2 separate regions of the Mus musculus genome follow, and region 1 is linked to region 2. A link is a contact called in public HiChIP or PLAC-seq data. All regions are on one chromosome and are shown on one strand. Each heading gives the region's core, a stretch centred on a gene start, on an enhancer-like site or on the middle of the called end of the contact. The rest is flanking DNA. Distances are from core to core; before and after follow the strand shown.

What was found. HiChIP or PLAC-seq counts read pairs in DNA pulled down with a chosen protein or histone mark.
Region 1: a contact with region 2 is called in a FOXA1 HiChIP or PLAC-seq map of pancreatic cancer cells. The contact joins two enhancer-like sites. A contact is called at or near these places in 4 of 39 promoter capture datasets (the C10 cell line, cranial neural crest, frontonasal cranial neural crest and 1 more), 1 of 115 datasets of contacts at active chromatin or transcription factors (pancreatic cancer cells) and 2 of 9 other capture datasets (liver and pancreatic islet).

What each region holds. Positions count from the first base shown.
Region 1 is chr5:115,201,415-115,206,733 of GRCm38.p6, forward strand. It overlaps Gm35515 (a long non-coding RNA gene), which reads left to right. Exons shown (of 3, transcript XR_387599.4): 2 at 2,455-2,740; 3 at 3,275-3,842. Among named protein-coding and RNA genes, the nearest start is that of Cabp1, 9.7 kb to the left of the region's middle. Within about 2 kb of position 3,112, at least 103 of the 459 cell types and tissues checked have an H3K27ac peak or open chromatin away from gene starts, as enhancers often do. A contact at or near this core is called in pancreatic cancer cells, where this site is marked.
Region 2 is chr5:115,043,059-115,048,849 of GRCm38.p6, forward strand. All of the region lies in intron 1 of Sppl3 (signal peptide peptidase 3), which reads left to right. Among named protein-coding and RNA genes, the nearest start is that of Sppl3, 34 kb to the left of the region's middle. Within about 2 kb of position 2,648, at least 28 of the 459 cell types and tissues checked have an H3K27ac peak or open chromatin away from gene starts, as enhancers often do. A contact at or near this core is called in pancreatic cancer cells, where this site is marked.

The DNA of each region.
Region 1 (5,319 bases), core at 1,862-4,361, 160 kb after region 2:
ATTTGATGAACACAGGACAATTTTCTCCTGGGAGGCGGAGGGGACGGTCGATGTACTAAATAGAGGATTCCTTCCAAAAATCTGCCATTGGCCATCAGCGTTCATTCCTTAAGAGGATTTCAAGATTTTCCAAGTAAAATGAAAAAGAGCGTGAGGCTATAAGAATGCATATTTGGGTCAAAACCAAATGGCGCATTTAAGGCCAAGCACACCACCATATGTAAATAATTCAATAGAAACCACAAAAAAGCAAGAGAGGTTGAGCAAAAATAATCGATACTGACAAGAACAGACTACTGAAACAGCCTAAGAATATAAACTATGATTTTCTCTTTTTAGTCTTTTTTTGAAATAGGAATTCTCTGTATAGCCCTGGCTGTCCTGGAACTCACTTTGTAGACCAGGCTGGCCTCGAACTCAGAAATCCACCTGCCTCTGCCTCCCAAGTGCTGGGATTAAAGGCGTGTGCCACCACTGCCCGGCTCAAACTATGGTTTTCAAAATGGCGGCATTAGAACTCATTTGTTACATGGATGAAGGAGAGAGAAGCCTGTTTTTTGTTTCCATGCTTAAGGAAAAAAGTCTTACTAAAGAGAGAGGAATTCCGTCACATGCTGAGTATTGATTGCTTTGCTTTCATTATATGTGAGTGTTTGTTTCTGCGTTTATTTATTTATCTTAGGGAGCATGGAGGTCTTTGTGTTTATACACACACACTAGAGGAACCCAGAATGTCATGCACCCAGGGTCGTTCCTTTGGTTGTTCCTTCAAGGGAAGGAATGAAAAACCCATTTTCTGCCCAGAGCTAGGGCAGATGTGCTTTGTAACCTGGCGACTTTTGGTGTTGTTGTTGTTGTTTTATACTTTAAAAAAAAAGATTTAGCCAGGCGTGGTGGCACACGCCCTTAATCCCAGCACTCGGGAGGCAGAGGCAGGCAGATTTCCGAGTTCGAGGCCAGCCTGGTCTACAAAGTGAGTTCCAGGACAGCCAGGGCTATACAGAGAAACCCTGTCTCAAAAACCAAAACCAAACCAAAACAACAACATCAAAAAAAGATTTATTTATTGTTATATCTAAGTACACTGTAGCTGTCTTCAGACACACCAGAAGAGGGCATCAGATCCCATTACAGATGGTTGTGAGCCACCACGTGGTTGCTGGGAATTGAACTCAGGACCTCTGGAAGAGCAGTCAGTGCTCTTAACCACTGAGCCATCGCTCCAGCCCCCTGGTGACTTTTGTATTTCATTTGTATTAGTGTTCTGTCTGTATGTGGGCAGGTGTGAGGGTCTCAGATCCCCTGGAGCTGGAGCCATAGACAGCTGTGAGCTGTTGTGAAGGTATTGGGAATTGAACCTGGGTCCTCTGGAAGAGCAGCCAGTGTTCTCAACTCCCAAGCCATTCTCCATCCCTAACACTCATTTTTAAATCTATTACGTTTATTTATTTAGTGTGTATGTGGTACGCACGAGCATGTGCCATGGTGTAGAGCGGTCAGAGGTCAACTTTCGCGGGCCGGTTCTCTCCACCATGAGTGTCTTGGGAATCAAACAGGTTGTTAAGCTTCTCTGCGGGTAGGTTTACTCTCTGAGCTGTCTTATCAGCTCTCACTAAGGAGTGAGAGAGTAACAAATAAAAAGAATCAAAATGAAAGTGGGGGTGGTAGGGCACACCTGTAAGGCCAGCATTTGGGAGGTAGAAGTGGGAGGATTGATAATCCAAGGTCATCCTTGGCTATATAACAAGTTCAAAGTCAGCCTGAGCTACATGAGAGACCCTGGTTTTTTGTTTTGTTTTGTGTTTTGGGGTTTTTTGTTTTTATTTGTTTGTTGTTTGTTTGTTTGTTTTAGAGACAGGGTTTCTCTGTGTAGCCCTGGCTATCCTGGAACTCACTTTATAGACCAGGCTGGCCTCGAACTCAGAAATCTACCTGCCTCTGCCTCCCAAGTGCTAGGATTAAAGGCGTGCGCCACCACGCCCGGCTCTGTTTTTGTTTTGTTTTGTTTTGTTTTGTTTTGTTTTGTTTTGTTTTGTTTAAGAGCTTTATTGAAAATTCTAATTATTCTTAGGGGTTGCAATGTAGCTCAGTAGGTAGAGTGAGTGCCTAGCATGCACTAAATCCTGGTGGGTTCAGCACCAGCCTATGTAAGTCTGGGTGTCATACTGTGCATGCCTGTAACCCCAACGTCCCTTACGAAGAGGCAGCAGGATCAGGAGTTCAAGATTATCCTTAAATGAAAAAGAATTCATCTCCGATGCGCAGATTCAGTAGAGGATGGATGGTCATTCGAAGACCAGCCTGCCTAGCCGTTTTTCTCCCTCAGACAGACCATTTCCTTTGTATACACAGCCAGGACCCTGAGTGGCCTGTAACGATCGATCAATGGACAGATGACCTTCAGGAACCAGCTACGGTTTGGTTTTTTTTTTTTTTTTTTTTTGTCCTGGTCAGGAGAGTTCTATCCTTTAATCACCGGAAGTTTCCGCCCATGATCAGAGTCAGCCAACATTGCGGTCTGGGAACAGGGCGGTTACATCTGTGGCGCTTGGAGCTGTGCCTGGCCCCGCATCAAGCAGTCCTACTTAGCGGTTCTGCATGGCTTGCAAACAAAGTGGGTTTGGTAACAAAGAAGCCCACGGCACCACACGGAAAAGCAGAGAGCCTTTAAATTTCCCAGAACGGGAGCCTCTCACCAGACTGAAGTAGCCACCAGGTGAGGCACCTGGAGTTCTCCAAGGTGGGTTTACCTCTGGGCAAGGACTATTTCGTATTCAAACTCGCACAAAGCTAAGCGCCTTTGCTTCTGAGAGCCGGCATAAACCGCCGTGCCTCTGCAAGAGCATCCAAATACTGTGCTTCCTTCCGTCTGAGGGCCTAGCTGGGGAGGCTCTCCACCCTACAGAGTCATGCATGACATCATTTTTCCCAAGCAAAGGTGACAGAACTGGTCTAAGGGAACCACCCTATCTAGGGAACAATCATTTCTACGAGGATGTGACTTGCTCTGGGGTACACTTTTGAGATACCATGTCACTGGGCAGATCTCCCTACCCTCTGAGTCTGGGCAGTCCCGTTTCCATCCTCGTTCTAATTTAACAATACAGACTACACAGGGTCCAGGCTGGATGTAGAAGTCTGTAGCTAAAACGGAGGAGGGCTCTTGAGGGGTCGGGGTGGGGTGGGGGAGCCCTTTCGACTTCACTTTCTGTTCTCTCTCTCTCTCTCTCTCTCTCTCTCTCTCTCTCTCTCTTTTAATTTTATCGGCTTTCAGCATTTTCAATTAATCTTGGAATGGTCGCTGGAGGCAAGAAGCCAGCGGCGCCTAAAGGAATGAGAAAGTGCAAACTGATCCAGAGGAAACAAAGGGCAGCGAGGGACCCCACAGCTGAGGCAGACGACACTGTGAGCGGCTCTGTCGGGAGGCTGGCGAGGCGTGCGCGCGCGGGTCTCTGCCTTAGCACCATCTGCCGATTCCTCAAGAGGACACAGAACAGACCAGCGAGCCATGAAGATTCGATTATGTAACGCGGGAGGATTGCTTGTTTTCAAAAGGGAGACAAATGGGAACGAATTGATTTGTTTGTCAAAGTCATGGCCCCAAAGGAGACCAGTCCCCTCCTCTTCCTGGAGGATTCATCAAGGAAGGGGAGTGATTTCACAGGCTCAGAAAAAAGGAGCCCAGGACTCACAGAGTCAGCTCAGATGGTAACAGCAGCTCCTGGGCCGCAACGCGGTGAGCCACGTGGTAGAAGAAAAGAACCAACTTCAGCTAACAGTCCTCTGACCTCCATAAGGGCACATACCCACCCGCCGCGAAATAAATCCATGCAAAACCATAATTCACTCCATTCATAAAAACGAGTCTATTTCCAAAATTGTGCTGGCAAACCTTTCTGGCTTCTCTGCTTGAGAAATGACCATTCCGCCGGTACCCAAAGGGCACAGCCATAGAATGGAACATAATTGGCACCCCCAACCCCAGCTTCAGAACCTGCCTGCTCTGTCTGACCTCTCTCGCTTGCTTTTAGGGAAGTAACATCTGATCTCAGAACCAGTGGGGGTCATCTTACTATTTCTATTCTGAACTCTAGAAAGTGCTTTAGAGGCTAGGGGATCTCTCTCTCTCTCTCTCTCTCTCTCTCTGTGTGTGTGTGTGTGTGTGTGTGTGTGTGTGTGTGTGTTAGTGTGTGTTAGTTGGTCCTTCCCTTCTACCATGTGTCAGGGCACCAGCAACCAAACTCTGGTCAGCAATAGCTATCACCTATGGCGACATCTTGGTACCCTCTCACTTTCCTATTCTTCTTCATACTATTCTGTCCTCGGTTTTGCTCCCTTGCCCTCCCTCGCCCTCCGGCTCTTGGGAGCAGCAGAAGACAGAGCAGAGGATAAAGGTAGTGGTTCAGTATCCCCAGCTCCTTCCCTGCCTCGGGTTGGCAGAGTCTTTGGATAGAAGGTTGCCCCCTCTTCAAAGGAGCCTGGCCACTCGGGAGGCAGAGGCAGGCAGATTTCTGAGTTCGAGGCTAGCCTGGTGTACAGAGTGAGTACCAGGACAGCCAGGGCTACACAGAGAAACCCTGTCTCGAAAGAAAGAAAGAAAGAAAGAAAGAAAGAAAGAAAGAAAGAAAGAAAGAAAGAAAGAAAGAAAGAAAGGAAGGAAGGAAGGAAGGAAGGAAGAAAGAAAGAAAGAAAGAAAGAAAGAAAGAAAGAAAGAAAGAAAGAAAGAAAGAAAGAAAGAAAGAAAGAAAGAAAAGAGCCTGGCTCCCAGAATCCTCCCTTTCTGGGTTCTGTAACTTCCTCCTCCGCTGTCACATCTTCGAGCGGTGGCAGGCTCTTTCTACCTCCTTGAACATTGTATCAATCATACGGTTTCCTTGTGCCCTCCCAAAACCTTGTAAATCGTCCCTTTATTAAATCCTCCTCTGATAGTCTAATTTGAGCATGCCATCTGTGTCTTCAATAGACCCTGCGTGACACACCCACCAGGTCACATCAGTATGTGCTAGACCCTGCACCGCGCTAAACAAACAGAACCAACAATACGGCAGGCTACGGCTTCCCGTTGCCAGTCTCTGCATTTACCTTTTCCCAAAGCAATGATAACAACGTAAGGAGAAAGTCTAAATCCTCTTTACAACATAATTGTGCAGTGGAGTTTGTATGAGCTAAATATAATTCTGAGAACAAGCTTTTCCGTGCCATCAGAATTCATGTTAGCACAACTATAAAGAGAAAACTCCAGAACTGATGCCCTGGAGTCGAGAATTAACAGAAAATATATTCCACTATGTAAATCAATCCAGCAAATAATCCTGAGTC
Region 2 (5,791 bases), core at 1,398-3,897:
GCAACCATCTCTGTAACTCTTAAGAGATTTGATACCTTCGGGCTTCCATGAGCACCAGGCACACACATGATGCACAGACAGACAGACAGACAGACAGGCAAAGGCACTCATATACATAAAAAATAGATCCTCAAAAAAGAAAAGTGCTAGTTATATTAATAAAAGTTTTGTCCATAATAGTTTCTGTCAGATTTCTCCTTAAGTGTATGATACACAATTAAGTCCGAAAGCCAGTAATTGTGATTCAGGCTATTGATTAGTGTTTAAAGTACAAAGCCACATTAAATTGACACAATGTCATTTTGAAGAAAAAGTTAGCTAACTAGTCAGTAATTGAGCCTCTTTGACAAGAGAAAGGCTAATCCATAGCAGAATTCGGATTTTATAGGTTGTTTGTTTTTGTTTATGTGCTTTGTTTTGTTTCAGAGACAGGGTGTCTCTGTATCCTGGGCTGTCCTGGAACTCAGGCATCCACCTACCTTTGCCTTCTGAGTGCTGGGATTAAAGGTGTGTACCACCACTGCCTGGCTTGGATTTTTACTTTCTAATGGAGGGAGGGAGGGAGGGAGGGAGGGAGGGAGGGAGGGAGGGAGGGAGGGAGGGAGGGGGGCAGGCCGGCTGGCCGGCCCTGACCACTCTACCTTAGGATGTGAGCTTTCTTAGTTACAGTTTAAGATAAGCTAAAGCAGAAGGTGTATAAAATCCATCTTAACGAGTTGTGAAAGAGGAAGAAGAACTTTTTGGAGACACTTGAGCAAGTCCCCACCTGAGTTGTGCGGCATGAGAGGGAGTCTATACATGACAACCTATTAGCTTCCTTTAGAGGTGCCCCTTTCTTCTAATCTAAGGTTTTTGAGGAGCCTTTATATGTTGATCCTTTTTATTTAGATATTTATTACATTTGATATTTTATTTAAATTGTGGATATAGCACATGTTATGGTTCATGTGTAAAGGTCAGGAGACAGTTTGTAGGAGTCGGTCTTCTTCCACCTAGGGATCAGATTGTTAGTCATCAGACTTGGTAGCAGGTACTTCACCTGCAGTGTCATGGTGCCTGCCACGTGTTAGTTTCTGTGGCTGGGACAGAAACCACCCCAGGGGAGGAAGGATTTACTTTGGCTCATAGCTTCAGAGGTCTTGATTCGTGACGAACAGCCTTTCTGTTTGGTCTGCAGCACAGCGGAGATATGGTATATGGGCATAACGAGGACACTGCTCAGCACAGGCAGTTGGGAAGCAGAGGGACAGAAGGGATCCAGGATCAGCATATCCCCTAAAGGGCTCCTTGCCAGCTTGCTTTCTGAGCCCCCAACTTAGTGTCCACCTCCTCCCAACAGCGCTGTCAAGTTATGATTCCATTAGTTGTGGTGAGTCTGATCTGCTGATTAGGTCAGGTCAGTCTTCATTGTCCAATCACTCCTTAGTCAATTCACCAGGTGAGGACCAAGCCATTAACACACGGGCCTTGTAGTGGGCTATTTCTTACCAGGCCATTGGGAGCCAACTGGCTGGTTGACTTTATTTTTATGGTCCATGTAGAAGGGAGGAAGGTCATATTTTCTTTTAAGAAGATTTCCCATATGTTCCACCCGGAATTTCTTTTTTCTTTTTTCTTTTTTTTTTTAAAGATTTATTTATTTATTATATGTAAGTACACTGTAGCTGTCTTCAGACACTCCAGAAGAGGGAGTCAGATCTCGTTACAGATGGTTGTGAGCCACCATGTGGTTGCTGGGATTTGAACTCTGGACCTTCGGAAGAGCAGTCGGGTGCTCTTACCCACTGAGCCATCTCACCAGCCCCCACCCGAAATTTCTACTGTGCCTTCTTGGTATTGTCAAATTTTAATTGCCTTGCTACTTGTGATTACAGGCAAAATTGGAAAATAAGTTATTTTAAATATCACCTGACTCAGTGATAGAATCCTTGGCCTGCACAAAGCCCCAGGTTCAATCTCCAGGATCCCCCACTCCCCAGTCAAGATTCTGTACCAAGATTCGGGAGAACTGGCAGCCTTGCCAACTCAGCTCCCACCTAGGCAGAGATCAGGGCTTTGAGTTGGCCCACCCAACTCAAAGCATCTGCCCCACTGATGAACTGCTGGAGTACACAAAGAGGCCAGCCCCGCAGATCCAAAGCTGCAGGACCTCCATGACACGGGCAACAACAGGGTAATTGAGGAGTCCTGATGAGGATCCAGTATTAACAGTGTAGCAGAAGTCAGAGGCCACAAACTAGACCAGTGACTCACTGCAGTGAACATTTGCAAGTAAAGATGTGTGGACAAAGGGTGTACTGTGGACACACTGAGACACACTATCACACTGTGACACAGTATGACTCACAGTGGTACTACAGTTTCTACACTGGAAACAGTGACTACAGTTTTCAGGACCATGAAATTCACAAAGAATCAATAAAAAGTTAAGAAAGCAGGTGGGAAGGAGGCTTGCTCCCCTGCCAGGTTGGAGCTCTGCTTTCTTTTGTTTTTGCCTTCCCTTTGTTAAGGTGGGGGGTGGGGGAGGTAGGTAGGTAGGTAGGTCACAGTGCAGAGATACAGTGGGCATTCTGGGAATGCTGTGTGGCTGGCTGCTTGCCTGCTAAGTTGCCTTGGCAGAAGTTGCTCTGTTGCTTGTAGGGATCTCGCCTCCTTTTCATAATGGATATACAGTGTTAGGATAGATGTGCTCATTCTCAAGGTCTACACATCATACACTGCAAGCAGTTGTTTAGTTTGAAATGCAGCTAATTTGAACTCAGTGGTATGAACATCATTTGTTTCAACTAATTGAAAATTGATTTTAAATGACCCATTCTTTGTATGTCACTAAAGAAAAAATATGCTGCCAATTTTAAAATGTACTTCAATGTCAAGGTTGCTAAAATGCAGCGAAAGTATATCTTTGTGTACTGGCTAGTTTTGTGTCAACTTGACACAGCTGGAGTTATCACAGAGAAAGGAGCTTCAGTTGAGGAAATGCCTCCATGAGATCCAGCTGTAGGGCATTTTCTCAGTTAGTGATCAAGGGGGAAAGGCCCCTTGTGGGTGGGACCATCTCTGGGCTGGCAGTCTTGGTTCTATAAGAGAGCAGGCTGAGCAAGCCAGGGGAAGCAAGTCAGTAAAGAACATCCCTCCATGGCCTCTGCATCAGCTCCTACTTCCTGACCTGCTTGAGTTCCAGTCCTGACTTCCTTGGTGATGAATGCAGTATGGAAGTGTAAGCCGAATAAACCCTTTCCTCCCCAACTTGCTTCTTGGTCATGATGTTTGTGCAGGAATAGAAACCCTGACTAAGACACTTTGTTAATGCTATTTCTTCTGTGTTTGGCGTTTGTCTCCCATTTCTTTTAGCCGGTTGAAGGGATAATTGTTACGTGTTATTGAGAACTATATGGTTAAATGCAAACAAACTAAGCAAAAATACTGTACTAAACTAATACTATCACTCTTGTTAGCATCAGATATGTTCCCAATTAGTCTTTTCTTATAAAGCTAAAGTAACAGATTTCATGAAACTATTACAGCCTGTACCAGTCATCTATTGCTACAGCCTCAAACTCTTGTCTAACTAACCCCTACCCTGATGCCTAAGCCATGTCAAAGTTAGAGTTTCACTATCTCTTATTGAAATTTTTACTGGGTTATCTGTAGACTGACTTGCAATTTAAAAAATAAATGAATCTCATACTCCCTTTACCTAGAGTCACCCAATGATAACACTATAAAACTTTACTGTAAGGTGTCCCGTAACTTAAATGGAGGTAGTGATTATGTTATCATGTGTCAGTCTCAGAAAAGTAGAAAACTTGAAGCAATCCCACTAAAATCAGGGACTAGACAAGGCTGTCCACTTTCTCCCTACCTATTTAATATAGTATATATAAGTGACCCTAAATATTCCACCAGAAAACTCCTAAATATTCCACAGATAAACAACTTCAGTGAAGTAGCTGGATATAAAATTAACTCAAACAAATCAGTGGTCTTTCTCTACACAAAGGATAAACAGGCTGAGAGAATAGTCGCAAATAATATAAAATACCTTGGTGTGACTCTAACTAAGGAAGTGAAAGATCTGTATGATAACAACTTTAAGTCTCTGAAGAAAGAAATCGAAGATGATCTCAGAAGATGGAAAGATCTCCCATGCTCATGGATTGGCAGGATTAATATAGTCAAAATGACTATCTTGTGGAAAGCAATCTACAGGTTCAATGCAATCCCCATCAAAATTCCAACTCAGTTCTTCATTGAGTTAGAAAGGGCAACTTGCAAATTCATCTGGAATAACCAAAAAAACTAGGGTAGCAAAAACTATTCTCAACAGTAAAAGAAACTCTGGTGGAATCACCATGCCTGACCTCAAGCTGTACTACAGAGCAATTGTGATTAAAAACTGCATGGTAGCCGGGCATTGGTGGCGCACGCCTTTAATCCCAGCACTTGGGAGGCAGAGGCAGGCGGATTTCTGAGTTTTGAGGCCAGCCTGGTCTGAAGAGTGAGTTCCAGGACAGCTAGGGCTATACAGAGAAACCCTGGCTCCAAAAACCAAACCAAACCAAACCAAAACAAAACTGCATGGTACTGATACAGAGACAGACAGAGATCAGTGGAATAGAATTGAAGACCCAGAAATGAACCCACATACCTATGGTCACTTGATCTTTTACAAAGGAGCTAAAACCATCCAGTGGAAAAAAGACAGCATTTTCAACAAATGGTGCTGGCTCAACTGGCGGTTATCATGTAGAAGAATGTAAATTGATCCATTCTTATTTCCTTGTACAAAGCTCAAGTCTAAGTGGATCAAGGAATTTCACATAAATCCAGAGACACTGAAACTTATAGAGGAAGAAGTGGGGAAGAGCCTCGAAGATACAGGCACAGGTGTTGATACAGTGCAGTGGTTTTACTCGGGTTCCTGCAAGTCCCTTAGCACCTGTGTGTGTGTGTAAGAGGGCGGTGTGCACAACTTCCTCCCTGGCCTGCACTGTACACACTCCTGTGTCCCCTTTCCAGCACTCCCCAAACCATTCTGATTACCAGTGCTGACCTAGGCCTCTCCTCTCTGGTCCCCAACCCCTGGTGACCAGCAATGCTCATGCCATTTCTAAAGTTTTGTCCTTTTAAAGCCATGTGTACAGTAGTGGTTTTGTGAAGGGCTCATTGGGGGTGACTTGTCTTCGTTCTCCATGATATATATTGAACTCTCCTGACCTTAGAGATCATAACGGGAGCCTTGAAGTTGGCTGTCTTCTTCAGTAGGTCTCTTGTGTTATCTTTTCCTCTGTCTGTAGAGCCTGAACGTCCTTACCTGTCAGCTCAGGGCTCCAAGTAAACAAAAATGGCATCTGCCTAGGCTCTGAATGAATATAACCACAAGGAGCACAAAGCGAAGAAGCCCAGGTTCCAAGGGGAAGGAAGACTGTCTGCCTGTTGATGGGAACATTGGGAGCCCAGGTGTGTGGAAGAGTAGACTGTGTCCTTAGTGGCCAACCTTGGAGGCAATCTAGGATACATACTGTGTATATGACGGTACAGACGTCTGTCTGTATCTGTGATGAGTGTTTTCTTCGTTTTTGAAATGTGGATTAGTTTGAAATCCTATAAAAAGTAAGAAGTAGAACATGATGATTAGCTGCCTTCTGCAATGGCAGCTGCACATAAAGCACTTGTGTTGCAAGGCAGGTTGCCAGAGTTAGAGCATCAGCTATGGTGAGGATTCCCAAGGTATCTGTAGTATTTGTGGAACAAGTGGAAGCTGCCTTCAGGTGACAGGCTGATAGCC